Regions from separate parts of the Danio rerio genome. Here region 1 is linked to region 2. A link is a contact called in public Hi-C data. All regions are on one chromosome and are shown on one strand. The core of a region is the stretch at or near the end of the contact, and the rest is flanking DNA. Distances in the headings are between cores, read along the strand shown.

Region 1 (4,897 bases), core at 843-3,342, 200 kb before region 2:
ATAACACAGGATGAGAACTAAAGGTAAATGATATAAAAGCATACCTTCTACAGAGCAGACATCAGACACTTTGAGTTTATACTGCTCTCCAGACACACTACTGGACTTGGTCTAAAACGAAATCAAGGAAAATCAATAAACACTGCCCTTTACTTATATTGGCATTCTTGGTAAATATATGACCCTGTGGCAGAAAACCAGTCAAAAGTGTCTTCTAATTTTTATTTGAGATTTGTACTTTATCTAAAAATTTAACAGGTTAGGTTGGGTTACATTATTTATACCCGAAGGTAGATTTGGTTTGCAGTTAAGAGTCCCTATTTCATAAAAGTGCCACACAAAAAAAAACTCACATAGTGACAATAACAACTGGACATGAAGACACTCTCTTCCAAATAAATAAAATAAACTATAAAATAAAACAAAAAAAAATAAGGGTGTCACGGTGGCACATTGGGTAGCACGATCACCTCATAGCAAGAAGGTTGCTGGTTATTCGAGCTCCGGCTGGGTCAGTTGGCATTTCTGTGTGGAGTTTGCATGTTCTCCCCGTGTTCACTTGGGTTTCTTCAAGGTGCTCCGATTTCCCTCACAGTCTAAAGACATGCGGTACAGGTGAATTAAATAAACTAAATTGGCTATAGTGTATGAATGCAAGTGTGCATGGGTGTTTCCCAGTGTTGGGTTGCAGCTGAAAGGGTATCTGCTACGTAAAACATATGCTGGATAAGTTGGCGGTTCATTCCGCTGTGGCGATCCCTGATTAATAAAGGGACTAAGCTGAAGGAAAATGAATGAATGAATAAAGAATAAAAATAATAATAATCTCTTAAAGTGTCCACCCCTGTCCCCCAAATAAATGTTTAAAACAATTCATAAAATGTAAAAAATACAGTGTATAAAGTATACATAAGTCAGAAATACCTCTGCTTTAGTCTATGCCTTATTTGAATGTCTAATAGGTATGAGAAAAGATAGAAGTAAAATGTCTTTATTCTTTAACCTTTTGATATTTCGCTCAAAATATTACCAAAAGAAAAACATCTCAGCATCACTGAGAACAAACAACTACAAGCACAAAGTTGTTAAATATATGTGTGAATTTGGGAAGTATGGTAAAATGTATGGTAAAAAAGTATGGTAAAATGTCAAAAAAATTGATAAACATTTCCAAATCACGGCAAAAGAGGACATGTGCTTGTCTTTATCACCAATAGGAGGTTCAAGAAGCCAAAAAAATCCCCAAGAACCACAGCAGGAAGCATTTTTGGGTCATTGATATCAAAAAAAATTATATTTTTTCATTCATTCATTCATTCATTCAGTTGATGCCCTTCCATCTACTGGGAAACATCAATACACAGTCATTCACACTCATACACTACGGCTAATTTAGCTTATGCAAAATCCAGAGGAAACCCACGCGAACATGGGGAGAACATACAAACTCCAGACAGAAATGCCAACTGACCCAGTCAAGACTTGTACCAGAGACCTTCATGCTGTGAGGCGACAGTGCTAACCACTGAACCACCGTGTCAACCTAAATGATTTTTTGTAACTTTTTAAAGCTTCTATAGGCTCTAGTCTTCGACAGGTAGTTGTTGTTTTTTTTGTTAATATTCTGAGCAAGAGATTAAGCAATAAATACATTTTTGTCACCTCCTTCTTGCTCATATTTACCGATGGTACCAATATTATGGAGGAAAGAACAAAAAAGACCTAAATCATACATCACATATACTAATAGTCTAAATGAATGCATCCAGTAGCTCCAATATGTAACTCTGTGGCAGACCGTTTCAGGCAGTCTGGGATTTCTGACCTTGCTGACACGAAACACCAGAGACACCAAACCCCCCGCCGGCATCACAGCCAGAGCACTGCACACGCCTGTTAACATGCTGACCGCCGGAACATCAATGAGTCCTGTCTCTGCAAAACACTGCCCAGTGGTGCACAGTGGAAAACAAAAGATACGATTCAATAAAGTGTAAACGAATCAAACAACATCACACACATGTTGACGCAGTGTTTGTTGACATGTATTGATTTCTGTGTTGAACACCTGTTCTTCCAAAAGATTTATGAGCAGCGTGTTGACACACATGTAGCCCTGCAGGAGCAGCAGACACACACTCAAACGCTGGGTGTGTGTGTGAGAGCTGGAAGATGGACGGCTGTACACGGAAAACCATGGGTGAAAGTCCTCCAGATATTCTGTCAGCTTCAAATATAGAAGCTTTTGCAAACACAAACAAACACACAAAATACAGTTTGTTGAGAAGCTTTAGCAAATACACACACACACTCAACAAAACTTGATTGTTGATCATATATTCAATATATATAGCATTCTAGAATATATTTGAAAAAAAGGATTGGAAAATTAATAAGACTTTAGTTTTATTGCTGCATTTCGTACATTTTTCTTTACATTTTTAAGTAAATGATAATAATACCAATAATAAAGTTGCATTTAATTGGAAAATACAGTAAAACAATTACTGTTATAATAGTAATTGTAAATACTATTACAATTAATATTGTATATTTTAATATATTTTATATTGTAATTTATACCTGTGATATGGGAGAGCAGGGACAAAAGTAGGGACGAAAGTAACAAAAAATTTATTTTCTCAAAGCCCTGAAAACATTTGCTTTCCACTCTATAACAGCACATTCAGCATGCAACTCTTGATGGAGCTGCCAAATATCACCTGATTTCTGGACCGTGTCCCACGTTTAGGTCTGAACTTCAGTTTTAAGTGGAAAAACTAAATGATTGTAGCAGTTATTATCTTTCTCATTATTACAAATTGTGTTTCTCTTTTCATACATCACGGTAATGATCAATCTACATGTTATTTAGTGCAATAACACATCCTTAAGTTTGCATTGTCTAGGTTTTTCAGTTTAAATCTATTTTAAAGGGCAAGGCTTCCTGCAGGGACAAAAGTAACCCTGTTATTTATGTCTCACTCCTAATAGCCGAACCTTATTTTTCACTTCCACATTAGAGTTTTCAGTTTTTCGATTTATATGTTTTATAACATTATTGCATTTTGCATTACATTGTTAAACATTGTAAAAAATTGTAACGCATTGCATTGTCTGATTGCTTTTGAAACATTTGATGGAGCTGAAATTTAAAATGAAAATGCAGTTTAATCTTTTTTTTTTTTTGCACAAAAAAAGGACAAAATATGGTTGTAGTTAACATCAACAGTATACTTAAAATAAACAAGATTGGAAAGTAATTCCCGGTTTTAAAAAATATCCATACACCAGACACTTGAAAATATAACAAAACACAACCCGACAAAAAAAAGGTCATTAAAATCTATTTTTTATTACTTATAATTAGATAAGCTTAATTCAAACACTGACAAACTTAGGAAAGAGTGGAAGAAGGAGCTTAATACAGACATATCAGATAAGTCATGGGAAGATTATCTTTCCAAAATTCATGATTGTTCTATCAACCTGAGACACAAACTGATTCAGTTTAAAGTTATCCACAGACTTCATTTTTCAAAAGTAAAATTACATAAGATTTTTTTTAAATGTATCCTTGTTGTGAAATAAATGTAAACACTTTGAAGGTACATTGACTCACTGATTCTGGTCATACCATAAAATTAGTTCAATTTGGCAGGACGATTTTAATTGTATACCTGAAGTAAATGATTGATCTGTCATCAAAGCCAAAATTTGGCATTTTGGAGACACCTCAGAAATAGGATAAATATATATCACAGACAGTATCTTTGTGTATGATATTAGCAAAGAAAATAGTTGTACAAAATTGGAAGTCAGATTACGTGCCTGTCTTTGAAACCTGGAGTAGGAGCTTAGGTTATGTGTTGCCCATGGAAGAAATGCGATATGGGATGGCAAACAAACTAAACAGATTTTTTAAAATCAGGAACCCAATTATGTTTTATATCAGTAATGCTGACTTGTAACTCTTTATAGGTGGGATTATGTAGAGTTGTAGAGCCTACAGATTTCTTTGTATTATTTATTTTTTATATTTAATTAAAATTTTTCTCACTTATGCTTTCTGGATGATACTGTATTATGTTGTGTCCGACTGTCTGTGTACTGTGAAATGTTCTTTGTACTTTTTTCTTTTTGCTTGTTCTGTGTATGTTATTGTCTATTTTCTCATGCTAAAAACAATAAAAATATATTTTTTTTAAATTAAAATAAACAAGATTAAGCAAGTAAACTTAGCAAATATTGTTGTGCTACTTTTGTCCGTAACAGGGTAAAAAGTATCAGTGCACAATTTATGTTTAAAATGAAATTATTTTGAGGCTGCTCTACATTTGATAGACCCCCCTTATGAGTTAGTACCACAGCACAAATATATTTCTGTCTAAAACATTTTCTTTCAAAAATAGGTTTTTATAAAAGCTTTTGTCCCCGCTCTCCCCTACCAGTTGATTAAAATAACATCTTAACACCAGTTGATTAAAATAACATTAGCAACAGCCATTTTTGTTCTTATACTGTAAATGTTTAACTTGGTTCACCAGCTGCCTTGAAAATGTGAGTCAACTCAACTTATTATTTTTCAACTTAAGATGTTGAGTTTCACAATATGTTATATGTTTAACTAAAACTCAACATCTTAAGTTGAAACAGAGAATCTCTCTAAGTTAAGCTGACTCACATTTTCAAGGCAAGAAGGTTTGGAAGTTTAACAAAGTGAAATGTTTTACAGATGAATGGAGTGACTGCTTTTTCCAACATTCTGCATTCAGAGTTGTTTTGCGTTCAACAGAAGAAAGAAATGTATTTCAGTTTAGAACCATATGAGTAAATTGAGACTGAATTTTCATTATTGGGTGTACTATCCCTTTAGCTGTACATCACCTGTTTAAAT
Region 2 (5,005 bases), core at 2,397-4,896:
ATCGCAATATATCTCACCGAAAAAGTAAATATTGCAATGTCAAATTTTTACAATATCTTGAAGCCCTAGTATAAAGTTAGCTTACACATTTATGTTAGAACCTAGTGAAATACAATGCGTAAAAGTACTGACACATCATATATCAGAAACACAGTCACAGTATTTCTTTCTGAAAATGATGATGATGACCACCGCTGTAATTTTTACCATGAACAGGTATTTTTAGTGTAATAGCTATAAAGGGTAATGGGATTTTTAAAATATTAACAACAATTATATTTAAATGTAAACAACAACAAAAAAGCACTCACCCCATGTTTTACTGTCTTGGCTGCATGGGCAGCCTTTTTCTTGGCATCATAATGCTGGAGGATGTCGATAACAGCCATAAAATAGACCTCCTTTCTTGGAGAATCTGGGGAGGAGGTTTATGACAGGCTTTTATCATAAGATACATGAACAGGATATTCAACAATGAAAAAATAAGTGGCTTATGTGTGAAAGCTGGCTGTTATTTAACAGAATGTTTCATTTTATTAATATTATTTTCATCATCTGACTCTATAGACGTGGTCAGCCTATTAGATTGTGAAAACAGCTTAGATGATTTTAGGTTTAGGAATAACATGCATGGATGATCAGAAACATAAGAAAACTAAGTGTTATGTGGAAAAATAAGTTTTAGTATCGCAAATGCCGAGTTCAGACTAAATGATGACTTTTCACCGACGTTTCACCGAAGTTTGAGAAATCGCTGACAAATGCCTGAAATCACAGGCAAATCAGTGCTCGTTCATGTGAGTGACAATCACACAGTCAGATCTGAGAGAATCGCAGATGAGTCGCTGACACCTGTGAGATATTTGGCGTGCTAAATATCTGGAGCTGTCCGCGATTCAAATCATGCCATGTGAAATGTGCTCTGACTGAAAGTAACATCAACAATTACCTACAGCCAATGAGAGAGCAGCATCCACTAGTATGGGTCTCTGCAGGCCAGATGGAGTGTTGGGGAGAAATTACAAGGGCTTCTTTTCGGTCTATTTGGACTTCGGAATGGAGGAAAAGCTAGTGGAAATTTAGCAGGAGAACCCATGTCTGTTTGATGTGTCATCTGAGAAATACCACAACCAGCTCCAAAAAGAAAAAAGTTTGAAAATTGCTACTTCCCTTTAAAAATGTCAGGTGAGCAAAATAAGTACATTTTCTACCCCACTAAAGGCTTCTTTCTCATTAGATAGTTCATAACACAAGATATTCTACGTAACCTTTTCCATGTCACTTCTCACATGTGTTTGGTTGTGAGATGTAGTTTGTGGACTGAGACAGAGTTGTCGGCAGGGCTGGCGCATCCATAGAGGCTACCTAGGGGACTGTCTAGGGCGGCAGAATAAAGAGGGTGGCGTCCGCTACACCTCCCTCAACACCTGCGTCCTCAGTTATGTCCGCGACACCTCCCTCACCCCCCGCCGCCTCAGTTATATCCGCCCCTTGGGCGGCAGAATAAAGAAGGCGGTGTCCGCAGCACCTCCCTCAACACCCGCTCTTCAATTTGATAACCGGTAATTTCTGTTTGCACTGTCGGGTTGAGGGCGGCGTGATCGTCCTTTGCCTAGAGCTTGCTGAGGCCCTGGTTGTTGGTGATTCTTCCTATAGTAAAGTCATGCAGTGTGTCAAACACCCGGTCGTCAATCCATCTTGCCACTAAAACACAGCGTTGACGAAATGCTACCAAAGATAGACACGCAGTGTGAAAACATCCGAGACATGATTACTTTGAAAATCGTGCTGTCTGAACTCAGCATTACAGAAGAGCAACATCTAAAGATTTGCCAAAATGACCAGGCAAATAATGCTGTGAAAAGTTAGACACTAAGCATAATCTTGAAGGACATGATGCATGTAAGGAGCATTTACAAAAGTTGTTTTGGTAATTAAATGTGGTTTGCTTTGTTGTAAAGCTATGGCATATGTCAAAAACAGAGGAAGGCCCCATTAAGACAACACATTAGCTCCACTCACTGTCATGGCTTTTGATGGCATAGACGTCAATATTGGGGTCGAAATCTCCCGGCGAGAGTGGTTTAGTGCTGTCCAGAGTGTTACTGGGACTGTCAGGAGGAGTGCCCACAATCCCTCCATCACTCTCTCCTTCCTCCTCTCCCTCATTATCCTCGCTCTCTACTTCCTCTTGTTCTGCCCTCTCAACGTCATGGATCCCAACCAGCAGGCTGTAGTCCATCAACTTCAACAAGGCTAGGAACTGAACGGAGAGACGAGGGAGGAAAAACAGACAACAGATTGAGGAAGTGCACAAGACAAATGACTCATCTAGTGCAAAAGCAAATCCTGAATTTTTTACCTCCACATCCTTTTGAAGCTTATTGAGGAAGATTTTCTTGCTCTCGTCATCGATGTATATTTTCTGTCCGTCGTTGATAAAGTCATTGTCTTTGTACGTAGGCAGTTCTTTAGCCTGCTTGAAAAAAGGGACAGTGTTTAGCCGATTATGCTCACACTCGCAGACTCTTAAGTGCTTCATCTTTAACATTCAAACAAATGCAGTAATATGATGTAGCGCAGCAGGGGGTGCTATAGATTCACAAATAAGAGGCTGTTCACTGTGTTCAGCTGCGTGTAGTGTCAAGAGACCCACGAATGAACAAATGAGGGAGCTGGCAGATTTAGCTGGTCTACATTTGTATATAGAGATAATCAGAATGGCCTACAAAGGAAATGAATAGAGTTAAAGATGAATGTAACCGGTAAAAGATTGTAAAGGTATAAATAACCTTGGATAGAAATATGGTTTCGAAGTATCACGGTATTGAGATTACTGCTCTAAAATATGTTGTTTTTAACTTTAAAACAACTTTTCCCCCTCTTGAACACCATCCTCCGGTTTCACAGACAAGGCTTAAGCCTAGTCAGAGACTAAAATGTTTCAACTGAAATAAAATAGCACTGCTTGATTTTTAAATATATAAGTGTTTTTGTTTTGTCTCAAGATGCACACCAGTAATGTTTTTTTTCTAAGCATGTTTACAAAAATTACTTAAATGTCCTAAATGAACTATGGCCCAATCCTGGCTAGTCTAAGCCCTGTCTGTGAAACCAGGCCCATATCTTTTATTTTAAGATACATTTGAAATATTTTGGAACAGTAGCTTCTGATGTGGAGGATCCTATTCATCTGGAGAGTTGCTACTGTTGCATTAAAAACTAAATAAAATAGTTGTAAAAAGACAACAACAACAACAAAAAAAAAAAACACATATACCATTTTTGGCGGTTTTAAGTCCTTGAAAACCTTTTTCAAACCACATTTAAACTTGACAACTGTAACTGTCCCATGCCTACATGTAACTACAAGGCACTGAAATGAATATAAATGTAGTGTCTCAGCTTTCAATAATAACACTTCCATGTAATAACCTTTTATGGCTCATTCAAACTATTGAAAAGAATTGCAGGCAATTATTTCTCCTCCATGGTGATTTAAAGCTTGAACCTACTCTAGCGATTCTTTGTAATTTTGGTACTGTTGCTTCAGACTCCAGTGCAGTTTTCAATGGACTTTAACAGCGTTGAACATTTGCAGATTTCACAACTTTCAAGTGCAAACATACACCTATGTTGTTGTGAAATCTAGGTCACTGATAGCCAAAGTGTGTCCTGTTGGTAGGGTGAAGAGCTTTAGGGGAGGGTCTGGTGAGGAAAGTGCATTTAAAGTGACATCAGATAACACGAAAAGTGAACAGACATCCAAGGGAGGGCAATGATTAAATGTTGTGAATCAACTAAAGATTAACACACATACTGGCTTTATTCAATTTCAGAAAAGTGACAGCTATAAAGACACAAAAACACAACAATTTTCCATTCCAATTTTTAACATACTAAAACTGCGCGAGTTATATTTCAGACACAATCTTCTCTTTATTTTTAGTTTCGCTGGAGAAAAAAACCCATTTCAAACTAAACAGATCATTTGTACATCTTAGCTCGTTTCTTTCATACATGTATATTGTAAACAAAATAAGTGAGCCAATGATTCAATCGTCAATTCAAAATGAATGCCACTTGCTTAGTAATTCTGAATGAATCATAATGTCATATTCATGCATGACAGACCAGCCAGGGTACAGTCACAAAAACACTGTGCGGTATATGGTTGAATATCTTGTCAATATCACACATCTCAAGTATGAATGAGTTTTATTGTGCCAGATTCATCTAGTCATGCTTTTCAAAACAGGACACTCCAACCAAAATGGTTGATAAGAAGTCACCAAGCCTCTTACTCAATATTTTCTCATTTCAGCCAATACCCTCCAAACTCATATCACAACATTTTATGAGTCATTCATTTCCTGATAAGTAATATCCAGTGAATATTCTTAAATATGACACATCTTTAAAGTAAAATCACTTGCAACATAGTTTACCTTTAATATATCTTTAAAGTATTCATTTTAGATCCTTTAAATACAAACATACCTTTTAAAAAAGGTACCATCCAAGAAAAATAGCTTGCACCTTTATTTCTTAAAGTGGACGTCAGATTCTAGGGCTATACTGACATTGTAAACACTCAAATATCTGACAAAAACTAAATAAGAAAAAATAAAAAATAATCTATGTATAAAATTATTTGCTGTAAACCTTTTCTATAGTGACTGCCAACATACCATGGCTTGAGAGGAGAACTGTAAACCCGAACGAGAGGATAATTTGAGGTGCAATTATGGAGAAACAGCTCTAGCTTAAAAAAAGACTGTATAAGAAAGCTATACTTTTGAAAAAAACTACTTCAAAGAATAAATTTGTATAAACAAGTACAGGTGCAGTTAGAAAAAAATGGGTGTATTTTCAGAAAACCCAACCAAGGATGTGAAGAAAATAACCTTTTTTTCTACTCCTCTTCATGACCTGGCAAGGCAACAAGCAGCTAAATGGTCACTAAAACAGTGAGCCCTCTGAGAAAGAGGAGAAGCCTTATATC

What was found. Hi-C and Micro-C count contacts between places; a contact is called where the count stands out from the background.
Region 1: a Hi-C map of embryo shows a contact between it and region 2, with 1.6 times the contacts expected there. The contact joins two enhancer-like sites. A contact is called at or near these places in 1 of 18 Hi-C or Micro-C datasets (embryo) and 1 of 4 datasets of contacts at active chromatin or transcription factors (caudal fin).

The regions. Positions count from the first base shown.
Region 1 is chr24:21,180,531-21,185,427 of GRCz12tu, reverse strand. pkd1l1 (polycystin 1 like 1, transient receptor potential channel interacting) reads right to left here. Exons shown (of 54, transcript XM_073940623.1): 32 at 4,888-4,897; 33 at 2,069-2,242; 34 at 1,826-1,945; 35 at 45-111. Among named protein-coding and RNA genes, the nearest start is that of pdia4, 22 kb to the left of the region's middle. Within about 2 kb of position 2,092, at least 4 of the 62 cell types and tissues checked have an H3K27ac peak or open chromatin away from gene starts, as enhancers often do.
Region 2 is chr24:20,986,037-20,991,041 of GRCz12tu, reverse strand. It overlaps pip4k2aa (phosphatidylinositol-5-phosphate 4-kinase, type II, alpha a), which reads right to left. Exons shown (of 10, transcript NM_001128702.1): 7 at 2,363-2,476; 8 at 2,023-2,263; 9 at 312-415. All of the region lies in intron 2 of skida1 (SKI/DACH domain containing 1), which reads left to right. Among named protein-coding and RNA genes, the nearest start is that of mllt10, 24 kb to the left of the region's middle. Within about 2 kb of position 3,646, at least 10 of the 62 cell types and tissues checked have an H3K27ac peak or open chromatin away from gene starts, as enhancers often do.